Regions from separate parts of the Capsicum annuum genome. Here region 1 is linked to region 2. A link is a contact called in public Hi-C data. All regions are on one chromosome and are shown on one strand. Each heading gives the region's core, a stretch centred on a gene start, on an enhancer-like site or on the middle of the called end of the contact. The rest is flanking DNA. Distances are from core to core; before and after follow the strand shown.

Region 1 (6,412 bases), core at 421-2,920, 74 kb after region 2:
CATTCCTCTGATTCACTAAATATGCATGGAACTGAATCTTTTTTCTCTTTTTAGGGTGGTGGTGTAACTTAAACAGAATAAATAGTAGTTTTTGCTCTCCAGTCCGTCATTTAGTGACTCTGCATGCATTGTTGAATATTAACAGAAATTTGTGCATGAGTATGCGCCTGTTTCCAGCACATCGTGTGAAGAGTTGTTGACAGAGTATGATGAGATGAGTCGAGAGAACATCAAGAGAGTGACTGAAAACAAAGCCTACACGGCAAGAACTCTAATACATCTCCTCAGGTTTGTAGCACCAAAAGCGATGCAGCGTGCTGAGGCACACTTCTCCCATGGATTAGCAGAGAACTTGGAAGATCCAAAATATAGTCATTACAAGTACTGGTCAAATCCACTTGAAACCATGTAAGTGTGAATATGTAGTGAATCTACTGTCCCCCATTCTATTGCTTCATTGAACGCACCTCTGTCACTTTACTAATTCTGATGCAATAAGCCAACCATACACTAATGAAGCCAATCTTCCATTTTCAGGTTGCCAGATGCTCCTGAGATGGAGATTTTCTGTTCATATGGAGTGGGAATGCCCACGGAAAGATCGTATGTCTACAAGATGTCACCTTCTGACAGATGCAAGAGCATTCCTCTTCAAATTGATACCTCTGCAGACGGAAGCCATAATGGCTGCTTGAGTGGTGGAGTATACTTTGTCGATGGCGATGATAGCGTACCAGTCTTAAGTGCTGGCTTCATGTGCGCAAAAGGATGGCGAGGCAAGACACGTTTCAACCCCTCGGGCATTGCTTCTTACGTAAGAGAATACCAGCACAAGCCACCATCCAGTCTGCTAGAAGGTAGAGGCACAGAGAGTGGTACCCATGTTGACATTCTTGGGAACTTTGCCTTGATCGAGGATGTTCTACGAGTTGCTGCTGGTGCCTCAGGTACAGAGTTAGGTGGTGATAGAATTTATTCGGGTATCATAGAAATGTCGGAACAGATAGATATTCAGCTATGAGAGTATATGGATGATGAAGAACAAAGTACAGGTCGGGAAAGAGTTTAAAAGATGTCGGAGTAAAGATGAGTACGCTAGTGTTGTTAATGGCGTTGCCGGACACAACTCAGGAGACAAACTTGATAGGTTTTTTATGACAAATGACTTGAGAGAGCTCCAAGAAAGAATCAGGGTAAATCAGGTGGTTATGGGGCAACATTGACATTGATTCTAAGTTTCTAACTCAGACAGTAGCATTTAATTTCTGACCTACGTAATCTACTAATGATAAATTCTCAGTTTCTCTAATCAAGTTGAGTAAAACTCCTCAGGCGTTAACGATCATTGTGGTAAATTTCTCTTTTGAAGTACATTTGCCTTGGACAAGGTAACATTTGCCTGGGGCGTCACTCGTGAAAACTTAAAATTCTTATCTTGCTGCGAACTACAAAAGCAGAGCCGAAATTAAATTTTTTGAACGGTATTACTTTAGACGTAAACTACTGAAGGAACACTTGGATGATACATAGTTTTGTTTTTATTTTTTCTACTAATCAAGTTCCATCTAAGAGAGAAATTACTTTGAGTACCATTTCAAAGTTCGAGTTCCAAAGCCTCTTCTTACAGATTGCTAGATGGAAAAAAAAAAACTGCCCGTTCCATGAGAAAAAACCAGGTTTTATCCACGCTACCAACAAGAAAATCGTCGCATGCATCATAACCTTATTGAAATCTTGGAGTCAAAATCATGTCATTGGCAGGCAATGAATAAAATCTAAAGAGTCAATCCACAGAACAAAGTTGGCTCTTTCCATAGACCACTAACAAGTCCAGAATTTTGTCTTGAGGTATAAACAAACAAGTGTAAGATCATGTACATACTACAGAAAAACATTGGACTGCCAAACTCTTTGTTTTTTCTTTCCACCAAATAGAATAATCAACTAAAGCGAATTAGGCAAACTGCACAATGCTCTGGAACAATTCTACAAGGATTGGTGGGTGGAATGGCGATAATCTCCAAATGGGACTGTTGTAATGAACACTTTCTCGAGCTACCTAAGCTACCTGTATTTATCAGGGACAACTCCCAAGTAGCTAGAGGGCAGGATAGCTAAACACTAAGCTGGGACAAAGTCTCATCCAAAAAGAAGAGCTTTTCAAGGATACTAAACAAGCCAACACTTGTATATTGTGACACTTTTACAACATCAGGCAACCACACATTCTCCGCAAATCCTTCCAGAGAGATATCTTGAAGTGAGGTGATTCCTGCTTCGCTGTATTACCCCGAGAATCAAGATTGCCAGATAAAAGATAGATGAGCACTATCTTACTTCATCGTTTGTCAATAATTGGATCATCCATGAGTTCCTGCAGTAGACCTGTGGGGAACAGGGTAAATCATTAACATTGAAATGAAGATTGTAAAAGCAGCTTAGCAAACATTTTGCTCGTTTCATATGAAGTAGTAACACAACCATGAAACAAGATAGGGAAGAGATAGTTCTGAAATTGGTTTACGAAACAGTCAAAAATCTCCAAACAGCATAAGAATTCTCAAGCACGTCTGGATAACATATAGGATGGTAACAGGATAGAAAGTAAAAATAGGTCTTACTTGGCATATTTGCAACAGTAGTGCAACATTTTATCGACATCTCTTTCACTGACATAGCATCCCTCCATAGAAAGAGTTTCCTTCAAGTGGTCATCAAGGGTTCTCCATTGACTTAAAATTTCAACAATTCGGTTTAGCTATTCATCAATAAAGGATAACAGAATTCGGAATGTAATATATAAATCAGTTGATTAATTATGTCCCAATCCCAAACTAGTTGGTTCTCGCTATGGGAATCCTCCATATGCATTATTGTGCTCTACCTTCCATTCCAATACTACCAGAAGGTAACATCACTTTTAGAAAAAGAAATGTGGATACCAGTGAGCATACCATTGGATAGTGGTTTACTTAAGAAAATTCATTCATCTCCAAAGAAGAAAATATTTCTGAATATATATATGAAAAAGGATACAGCAAATGTTCTTGATATTAATTTGGTGGAACCTCTATGGTCTTCGCTGGAATCATCAACATTGTAGTTAAGAAGTTCATCTTCAACCACCTCTGACTTGCTTGTAAGAACTGAGACATGCTGGTGCAGATCTGAAGGACTCATATCAGTTTTCAGAATTCGAGCCAGTAACCTTGCAAGAATGCTCCAAATTGCACTTCGTGCTTCGATATCATCAGAAGCAAAAGGAAACACATCAACTAAACCCTGTAAGAAAAGCCTGTCTGAAATAATCCAGGAGTCATTACTGATTTGATAAATTAACATAAACTAAGGCCAACAAAATCAGACTAGCATATGTTGATGTGATTATGAACTCTCACCTTGTGATATCTCCAAAGCCAGATAAGTTGCATCAGTCAGAATATTTGCTGTCAAAACTGAAGCAGTAACGCAAGAGTGGGCAAACTGCAGGCAATGCATACATTAAAAATTCCTCTACTTAAGAACTCAAATATTGCTATAATGTTTCTACACCACGATTCTTCTTCTTTTGTTTTAATAGATAAAGTTCTATGCCACCTATTTTATTGTTTACTTCCACATTTTATTCTCCCAAGTTGTTTGCTAGATCCATAAAAAGGGAAAATGTGCTTTCGCTGATCTTTAGCTCAATTTGTAATACGCAAGGATATAAATGAGAAGGTTCTGCCAGTTGTTAACATCATACCTCAGCTTTATCCGGATGCTTGATCAACTGAACAAGTAACTGGAAGAGTTCCTTGTTTGAGCAGATTTCTTGTGAATAATCATCAATGACAGAAAGTGCTTCAATAGTCTGAAGAATCAAATCTAGAATAGAACACCTGAGACATAATCACAAATCAGTTGAAGGTTCATCACAGATGATAATTTAAAGGAAGCCCCCATGCATGGGCATTAGAGCATGAGGGCCAGGGGTGAGGGAGGGAAGGAGGATGACTGCGAACAATGATGAATTGCGATATGTTTCTATGTTCTATTGACTGCACATGATACAAATAAAGTTTAACATGAAAAATATTAAAGAAAAGTATAACATGCCAAGTAATAATGTCCTGAAGATATGTATGCAATAATTAGCAATCATATTAGCAGTGAATGGAGAAACAATTAAACAGCTTCTCCTTGAAAAGGACAACCCAAGATAAGAAAGGACAGACCTTTCAGGTGATCTTTCTTCCATTAACTTGCTTATCTCGACAGATAGGAGATCAACCAGAATTCTTAGGAGGCCTAACTTAAACAGTGGTGGTAGCAATATTGCAACAACATCCTGCTTACTTTCTGCTATTGCTAAGAGAAGATTAATGCTCTGTAGAGAAGAAAAAATTTACATCAAATGCAAATGCTGAGCAATAACAGTATAGAAAGCAACACAAAAGATATTTAAAAACATAACAGAAGAACATGTCAGAAGGACAAAGTGTGGTATTAGATCTCTTTCAACAAAACTAACAGATTAGGAGTTTAATGACTTTATCCATCAGAAAGATACTCTTACCAAATACCACCATCCTTGAATTGCATTTGATTCAAAGACATTGCTATGGTTGGTAACAGTAAACTAATCTTTATATTGCAATAAAAAAGTCAACTCTTTTACTTCTAGAGCAGTCATGGGTAGATGTATCTGGAAGTCTATTCCTGTCATGGTTTGTTTAAAAAATAAAATTCTTTTGGGAGGAACAGTAAAATAGAAAATAAACTCTCAGGTATACCACATTTCCTGGATATCAATAGTAATTTTCAGGACACACCACATTTGCAGGTTCGCAAGTCCTACATTGGAATGAGACATTTATTTGACATAGGGTCAAAGTCAGCGATAAATACAAACAATTTCCATATATACTCATCCAACAAGGAAAATATACACCAGTTTTAAAATTGCAAGACCCCCAGATTCAAGAAAGTCGGAAGCAGGCTAGTGAACCAACACTGAAAAATAAAAAGCTACATGGAAAATTGAAGCCAGAGTCAATGCTACCTTCTCAAGAAGCTGGACGTTCAAAGTGTTCTCTACAATCCATAAAATACGAGATAAAATTTGTTCAGGTTGCAGAGCTTCCGCCAAAAAAACACTTTCGTCGCTTGGAAGAAATAAAGTTAACAGCCTGTAGGCAATGTCAACTATAAGAAAATTTGATCGAGATAAAGCCAAGGCTAAGGAAACTAAAATGCATCTTATCACATGTTCCCAGAAAAGAAAAATAACTCCCGTGCATTACTATACTGAAATGGGATCATCAAGTCAAAGGTACAGGACTTTCACAAGGATATGGTGGATTGCAATCAAAAAAAGAGTAATACTTAACAGTAAGGAACAACATGACAATGATTCCAGATTAACAGTAACAAGCATAAGAATGCTATTCTCCATGATGGCACTGCAATATAAATATTACTACCATTGGTGTTGGCATCAGTCACCTACCCCCCAAAAAGAGGTAGAAAAAAAAGCAATGTGGCTTAAGTTATACATCACAAGATAAAAAATATTAGGGCAGAATCAATTACTAATTTTGTCATAAAGTAATATTGTACCGGCATGCTTCACAAAGACATGGTGTGTCATCTAGAAACAATTGTTGCAACACTGCTCCAATCAGACCATTCGTAGAAGTGATCTTTTTTCGCGGAACATCATGGCAAGCTAGGTTCCCAATAATACCAAGGCTAATTTCCTGTTTACACGTAATGACTTCATCAAATATAAATTCGACCATCTCTCAAGTTGAGCTCTATGTGGTCACCAGAAGACCAAAATTTAACATAAGTAAACTTCAAAAAGGAAGGATCTAACAGACGAATAAAGGAAGACTTACAGTAATCCGTGAAGATTTTGAGACCATCAGAGTCGCCAAAAGCACTTCAAGAGCAAAGTTTTCAACCTGCACATAGAACTTAATCATCCCTCTAAAGACTAGAGCAGTGCACGTGTGCATATGGAAGGCCATCCACCCACCAATAAGAGCAAATTCAATCCCCCAACCCCGCACGAGACCGAACTCCAAATAGAGAAAGACAAGGAATTGAGTACAAATACAACAGCAACAACATACCCAGTGTAGTCTCACAACTAGGAACACTTATCAGTACTTTCATCCTTTTTTTCTTAAGATAAGTGTATAGTGGATATGTTGTTGTTGTTGATAAGTTTAGTGCTTGATCTTCCAAATGGGAAGTTCCTTTCCTAAGCTGTTGGAACCTCTTCTCCATTTTGTATATACCGCAGGGTACACCTAGCACCAACCATTCGGAAAGGAAAAATTGGATCCCAACATCTTCATGGAGAATACAATTTCACCGGGTCCATTTCAGGGACAGTGAGGTAGTCCATGCAAGAAACCTCCTC
Region 2 (7,187 bases), core at 4,489-6,988:
TGCAAGCACTTAATGCAAATGCACAGCACAGTACTTCATATCTGGAAATTTGCAACGGAATAATGCAATACTGGAGAATTCCTGGCAATGTTTCTTTCCCTGATGGTGAACTAGCTGAAATTGGTTCTGAAAGATCTAATGGAACAAAATGTAATAGTTGCTCTACATCATCACTTAATTCATTGGTCAAGGAAAGTCCTGAGAGAGGGAATCCTGGAAGTTGTGTAACTGAATCCGGCTCAGAAGATGCTTCTATAAGTAATTTATCAAAGGAGCCTATGCTCAATGAGACTCTAGGTGCAGTTATCCAACCTGATGGTATTTGTTACCAGGTAAAAAGTGATTCTATGGCAAGACAGAGTAATGCACCTATAGACTTGCTTCCATCTGCACAAGTTGGAGTGAAATATATTGCACCTGTTGGTTCAGTTGGTCAGCAGGTCATTCCATCTGAGCGGATTCAACAAGATGACACAAACTTGGTAGATATTGCTACTTGTACATCAAGAAGCAGTGGCAACTTTGTGGAACAAGTTAATAGCAATTGTGCTGGTATTGCAGTATCTGTTGAGTGTGAAAAGGCTCATGGCAGACCCGGCAGAATAGGTTACAGAGAACCCATTGGTGGCTGCTTGTACATGGGGTCATCCTTTAGACCTCAACGATACATAAACAGTTATCTGCATGGAGATTTTGCTGCATCTGCTGCTGCAAATCTAGCTGAACTTTCTCTAGGAGAAAACCAAGGTAATGAGAGTCATGCTTCAGACAATAGGCAGAAACTTTCTGCTAATATTTTACTTCAAGCAAAAGCTTTCTCATCAGCAGCGACACGCTTTTTCTGGCCGAATACTGAAAAGAAGGTTGTGGAAGTACCAAGGGAAAGATGCAGTTGGTGTCTTAACTGTAAGGCTGCTGTGACTGGTAAGAAAGGATGCTTGTTAAATGCTGCAGCATCAAATGCCATTAAGGGAGCAGTGAAGATACTTGCTAGTCTTCGTTCTGCAAATGCTGGGGAGGGAAATCTACGTGGTATTGCCACATATATTATATTGATGGAGGAGACCTTAACTGGTCTGACAGTTGGTCCTTTTCTAAGTACAGCTTTTAGAAAACAATGGCGTAAACAGGCAGAAGAAGCTACTAGTTGCACTGTGATAAAGTCTCTTCTGCTTGAAGTAAGTCATTGAGGAAATTTTATTTATGTTGGTTTTATTAGATCCTTGAGAAAGTGTTTGTCACCACATGCTCTCTTCATCAATTCTGTTTCTTGGTTGACTAGATTTTTAACAGTTGTTTTTGATTATCACTTGTAAGCATTAAAGTTTGAAATAGTAGTATTTTCGAGAATATAGTCCAGAGTTGTATGATGTTTAGATTTAAACTAGGTTTGTTTCGAGGAAGGGATGCGAACTCATTTTGTTTGTTATAAATGGGGGAGTTCCACTCAATTCCAGAGGGTTTGAAAGTTCTTAAAGGTATTCCTGTCTAACTCTATTTCCCATGCTTCCAAACAATAAAGGCGTATAGCAGTTGATTCCCTCTTCTCTAACTTCCTTGCCTCTTGCCTCCTTTTTCACCTCATCCAAACGTTATTCCTTTACTGAATTATAAACTAACCAGTATTAGACACTGTAGTGGTTTTAAGATCATATAACATTAGCATACATAATATAACTTTTGTCTCAAGTTTGCGCTAGTTTATTGAGGAATAATTTTCTGCCACAAGTGCAGTAATGACATGAGCCATGTGCATTGTTACACTAGGGGCTCGTCAAACTGAATTCAATAATGAATCTGGCATAAATACTACACTGCAAAATCCAAATTTGATTAAGTTGCACTGTTGATTTGATATTCTACAAATTTATGTGATAAGAACTGAATACTTGTTACTCTATTTATAAACTGGTGACTTTACATTTAAATAAGAAGCCTTATCCTACTTTTTCTACTCCTAACTGTTGATTTTCCAAAGTGCTATTGGATACAATTGTAGATTATAACTATTATTTACATAAGATGTTGCCTATACATAGTATGTTCTTCATGCTGAAGAACATAGTGTATGTGTTGCAGTTTGAGGAGAATATCCGGTTTGTTGCTTTTTCTGGTGACTGGTTTACGCTCGTTGATGGTGGGGCATCAGAATCTGCCATCACTCATTCAACTGCTGGTGCTGTGGACTCATCTCATAAGCATAAATCAGGGAGGCGGGGTAGAAAACGATCGTCGATGGTTAAAGCATCTGAATCTGTCATCGCTCATTCAACTGCTGGTGCTGTGGACTCATCGCATAAGCATAAATCAGGGAGGCGGAGTAGGAAACCATCGTCAATGGTTAAAGTAACTGCTGATGATTTCAAAGATAAACAGGACTTCACTTTGTGGAGTGGAAGCATGCTCTCGAAGCTTATCTTCCATACTCTAGCCCGATCAGTGTTGAAGAAAGCAGCGCGCCAAGGTATCTTGTGTACCCAATGAACCTATGTTTGTCCTCCATAGAAAATTTAATATATTTTGTTTTCATAAATTCAGTGGAATAAAAATTTTGGAGCTGGGAGAATACACTAACAACTTTTACTTGAGCAGGTGGTCTGAGAAAGATACCTGGTATTTATTATGATGAAGGGTCCAACACTGCCAAAAGAAGCAGGCGACTGGCTTGGCGAGCTGCAGTTGATTTGTGTAAGACAACATCACAACTTGCACTTCAGGTGATTTATGACATTGCAATAGATGATTTAGTTCCTTTCTTTCTACAGAAAAGTCTGAGTCAGGCTAAGTTTTCTTACAAGGTTTGGTTTTGCAACAGGTTAGGTACCTCGATATGCATGTGAGATGGAGTGATCTTGTTAGTCCTGAACAGACCCTCCTAGATGGAAAAGGTCCTGAGTCAAAAACATATGCCTTTAGAAATGCTTCCATATGTCATAAAAGAATTGTCGGAGATGTGGTCAGATATAGTGTTGCTTTTGGAAATCAGAAGCATCTCCCATCTCGTGTCAAGAAGAGTACAATAGAAGTAGAGCCAAGCCAGGATGGGGGAAAGGAAAAATATTGGTTTTCTGAGTCACGGATTCCTTTGTATATAATAAAAGATTATGAAGAAAACTTGGTAAAAGATCTCCCCTCAGCCAACAAGTTCGTTAATGCACTTCCGAAGTTGCAAAAAAGCTTCTTGGTGGCTTCTTGTAAAGATATATTCTCTTATCTTGCGCAGAAGAGAGATGGCAATGCTACGCATTGTTGTGCTTCATGTGAAGTGGACGTGTTACTCAGGTACCCATTTAATGTATATTTTAAAATTCTTTTTTAGCTCTTTTACACAATCCTTTATTGATATGATCCTGCTTCTCCAGGAACACGATCAAGTGCACTACATGCCAAGGTACCAGTTGATCAGCTACTTAAGATATTGTTATTTTTGGCTCGCACATCAGTCTGTCTATCAGCAATTGGCCTATTAAACTTTTGAGAATGTTTCTTATAGGTCTATGTCACAAGCGATGCACAATTAATTCAACAGTTACTGCTAAAGAGGAGACTGAGTTTATGGCCTCCTGCAAACAGTGTTACCAGAAGAGAACTTCAACACAATCTGAAAGTAGTCATGAATCTCCTACTAGTCCTTTACTCATGCAAGGAAAAGATATTCCAGTTCCAGTGTCAGCCAGAAAAGGAGTAAAAGTAGGTAGTTCTAGTAATCCATCTGCATCCAGTACGACTCTAAAGCATTCTTCTAAGGTGAAGCATGCTAGTACAAATTTGGCTACAGGCTGGAAGCAACACTGGGGTGTTATTTGGAGAAAGAAGAATGAGGGTACTGGTGATTTTAGATTTAAAAACATTCTTCTGAGAGGCAATCCAGATACTGATTCGTTAAGACCTAAATGCCGCCTTTGCCGTAAGCCATATGATCCTTATCTAATGTACATCTATTGTGAATCATGCGAATGTAAGTTTTATTTCTATGCAGGAATCTTTTTTTCTTTTTGTCTTGAGTGTATTGGTTACCACCTTTCTTTGGGTTGACAATTAATCTTTTGAGTTGCAGCTTGGTTCCATGCTGAAGCTGTCGGACTTGAGGAATCAAAGATTTCTGAAGTGGTGGGGTTCAAATGTTGCAAGTGTCGTAGGATTAGGATGCCCATCTGCCCTTTCTTAGATCCAGAAAGCAAAAGACAGTTAGAGGAAAAGAGGACGTGTGCAAGGGCTTCAAAGAGGGATAGTCGACGAATTGAGCCTGATTCTGGGGTCATTTCAGAGCTACAGAAAGATGACAATACCAGCACTCCAGCAGTGCCTGTGGAGGTATCCCCATCTTTAGAGGATAATAAGCCTCTTGTTTCCACTGTTGCAGAGCTTACTGAGCACTTTACAGTGGGTGATTGTGAACTGAATGCTGAAACTTATGATACTGATTTGAAATCTTCTTCTGAGTTATCCACTCCTCTTGGAGGAAACACAATGGTTCCTACAGAAGAAATGCCAATTCATGTTGAACTGGCTGCTAGACAGCTAGTAAGGACACATGTAAGACTTGAGAAGGACTCAGATACTCCTTTTGCAAATACTCCATCAAATGTTGATTTATTCACCCCTTCTATAGTTGAAATGGATACTTCAAGGGAGTGTTCCGACGAAGATGGTCATGAATGCAAGTATATGGAGTTTGAGCCTCAGACATGTTTCGCTTTCAATGATTTACTTGCATCTGATGATCTTGGTCCATTGGATGGAGTTGACTCGTTAGCCACTTTAAACAAGAAGGGTGAAACATCATCAAGGTTTCTACCTGATAAGAATGCTGATACGTCTTATGTCAAGCACGAGTCTGCAATTAGCAGAATATCTGCTGATGCTTTTGCAGTTACTTGTAAGATGTGTTCACGTAACGAACCACTCCCTGATCTTTGTTGTGAAACATGTGATATATGGATCCACCGTTATTGTTCACCATGGAATGAAGAGGAGTCTGGAGAAGATGATTGGAAGTGTGGCAACTGTAGGGAATGGAGATAATTGTTGCTGAATCTTCACTATGTAAGGTGTTGCATCTTGGGCATGCATAATGGCTGATTGAAGGGGCTTACCATTGATACTTTACATCACAATTGGAGAATGAATCAAAATGAGCAAGCCACTCGTGATGTCTGCCAAGGAACTTTTAATCAAGTTCCATCGTTTGGTTAGGACTGATTTTGTCGTAAAAAGGGTATAATTTTCCTGTGATGAGTTGATTCAGAAAAGCTAATCATGCACAGATTCTTTTAGGAAAAGATTATTAGGAGGTTGTGGTAATTTGCTCCAGCCTTGACGGATAAGCAACCCTTTCCATTGGTGCTTATCTGATATTTTTACTGTAAAAAGAGGTCTACAGGTACCAGTTCTTTTCTTTATAGTATTTTTTTAAACATGACCGGAAGAACTATAAATTTAAACTGAAATGGGACACTTGTGATGGATAGAATTTATGTACTTGGTGGCTTATGATTTTACAGTCAAATGATCAAGTGATTCTTCTTATCTTTGCAATTGTACACCAACCTTGCCTAGAATTTTAAATACTACTGCATTCTTTATCTCGACTGTTCTTCTGGAATTAACGATATCATATGGTAGCATGATCCATCACGTCGTTCTGTTATCTTTTGCTTTCTGCATAGCTCGACGACTACTATAGTGCAGCTTAATATGACCACCACCATAATATTTTATTCTCCACGTCTCGTTCAGTTACGATGTAAAGTCAAATCTTTGAGAATGACATCAGTATGCTAGAAAGCATCAGAAGTGTGAACAGAACTCAGGTATCACTCTGACACAATGGTTCTTTTATGCTGCACTTTCATCCATTAGCCTTAATAGCTTTCAGAGATAAAGACAAGCAATAGCGAAATGCAAAATAATCCTATGTGCTGTTGAATTAACAAACACTTCTTCAGCATAAGCTCCATTTAGATTATTGAGTTTTATCATGTAACACACTTTAACACATCTTCAAGACAACAATGGGCAAGAAATTCAATCGACGCTCTGTATCTTTTTTCCTAATTATAATCATAGGGAACTAAAATACATAGGGACAAACCAATGTGGAACTTACAAACACCCCGAGTTATTAATGCTAGAGAACCGATTGTGTAAGGCCTGACTAAAGGCAAATATAAAATTTAAGGAAAAGAAAGAAAAGAATAAATAGACCCTCACATCTAAAGACTACAGACCTCACAAAAGCACAAGATATTTGTGCAAAAGAATCTCAAAACTCCGATTTAACGTCCCAGAAGTCCAATGTTATGATATGTCGATCAGAAGTCTCACCCTCTCTTCCGCCAGCCCTGGCATCCCGTTTCTCAATGTCCATCTTGTATTTGGGACGTGTGGGTGTGCAATATAAACAAATTTTACAGCTGTCGTTTGTGGTCAAAGTCCACCACAAATTGGAAACCACTTAAAGCAAACCAGCAAGTAGCGCACCGGGGTCTGATACTGGTGGAGGTGGAGAGGTTGGCTGAGGTTGAGGTGGAACTAGTGGTGCAGCAGCTGTGGGGGCTGTAGGGATAAAAACCAATTGTTCCTTAATGAACTCCTTCAACCTACAGTGAGAAGGAAGTTCAAAAGTTAATAGTACGTTGGTAAGGAACCAAAAGTCACATTACAAATGCACATTTTGGTCGTACTCGAATGTCAGAGTAGGATCTCCAGAAGCAACTGTCATACGCAATTGAGTTCTATCAGCTGGATCTGTTTCTATTCTTACCTGTATACAACAACAGCAGTTAGATAATAGTTGCATGGTTCTATAGTTTCGACTGTACCATACATTATACTGTTGACATCCTAGGAAAGAACATGCATCAGAAGGAAATGACAATTTTGCTAGAGACTATTGTAAAAGATTGTGAACAGCTCTATTCAGTCACAGTTGCAATGCAAATTTTTTTTTCAACCCCAAGAAAGAACTAAACATTTGGTCAAGAAGAACAAAATAGAGCAAGGTACAATAACCTCTTCTGCTATATATTCAGCATAGATCTTTCTTAAATGAAAAAACAAGGTACCAAAATTGACAATGAATGGTTATGTTGAAATCATACAAATACAAGTCATACGATATCTAATTGAATCACTTTCCCACTAAGGTCATTTAACAGAATCATTAAGGCATAGAAACCACAAGA

The links. Hi-C and Micro-C count contacts between places; a contact is called where the count stands out from the background.
Region 1: a Hi-C map of leaf shows a contact between it and region 2, with 2.1 times the contacts expected there. The contact joins two enhancer-like sites. A contact is called at or near these places in 3 of 5 Hi-C or Micro-C datasets (leaf and pericarp).

Annotation. Positions count from the first base shown.
Region 1 is chr6:219,905,066-219,911,477 of UCD10Xv1.1, forward strand. LOC107875629 (putative phospholipid:diacylglycerol acyltransferase 2) reads left to right here. Exons shown (of 6, transcript XM_016722417.2): 5 at 146-408; 6 at 538-1,345. The coding sequence ends at 1,021. It overlaps LOC107875628 (protein saal1), which reads right to left. Exons shown (of 11, transcript XM_016722416.2): 3 at 5,883-5,948; 4 at 5,602-5,741; 5 at 5,045-5,171; 6 at 4,218-4,369; 7 at 3,746-3,881; 8 at 3,399-3,483; 9 at 3,037-3,299; 10 at 2,622-2,758; 11 at 1,792-2,385. The coding sequence ends at 2,361. Among protein-coding and RNA genes, the nearest start is that of LOC107875629, 7.1 kb to the left of the region's middle. Within about 2 kb of position 1,671, at least 3 of the 5 cell types and tissues checked have an H3K27ac peak or open chromatin away from gene starts, as enhancers often do. A contact at or near this core is called in leaf, where this site is marked.
Region 2 is chr6:219,826,968-219,834,154 of UCD10Xv1.1, forward strand. It overlaps LOC107875634 (DDT domain-containing protein PTM), which reads left to right. Exons shown (of 10, transcript XM_016722421.2): 4 at 1-1,178; 5 at 2,080-2,464; 6 at 2,593-2,717; 7 at 2,816-3,282; 8 at 3,363-3,391; 9 at 3,494-3,958; 10 at 4,058-5,529. The coding sequence ends at 5,025. It overlaps LOC107875633 (AP-2 complex subunit alpha-1), which reads right to left. Exons shown (of 27, transcript XM_016722420.2): 26 at 6,687-6,766; 27 at 5,944-6,602. The coding sequence ends at 6,458. Among protein-coding and RNA genes, the nearest start is that of LOC107875634, 6.9 kb to the left of the region's middle. Within about 2 kb of position 5,739, at least 4 of the 5 cell types and tissues checked have an H3K27ac peak or open chromatin away from gene starts, as enhancers often do. A contact at or near this core is called in leaf, where this site is marked.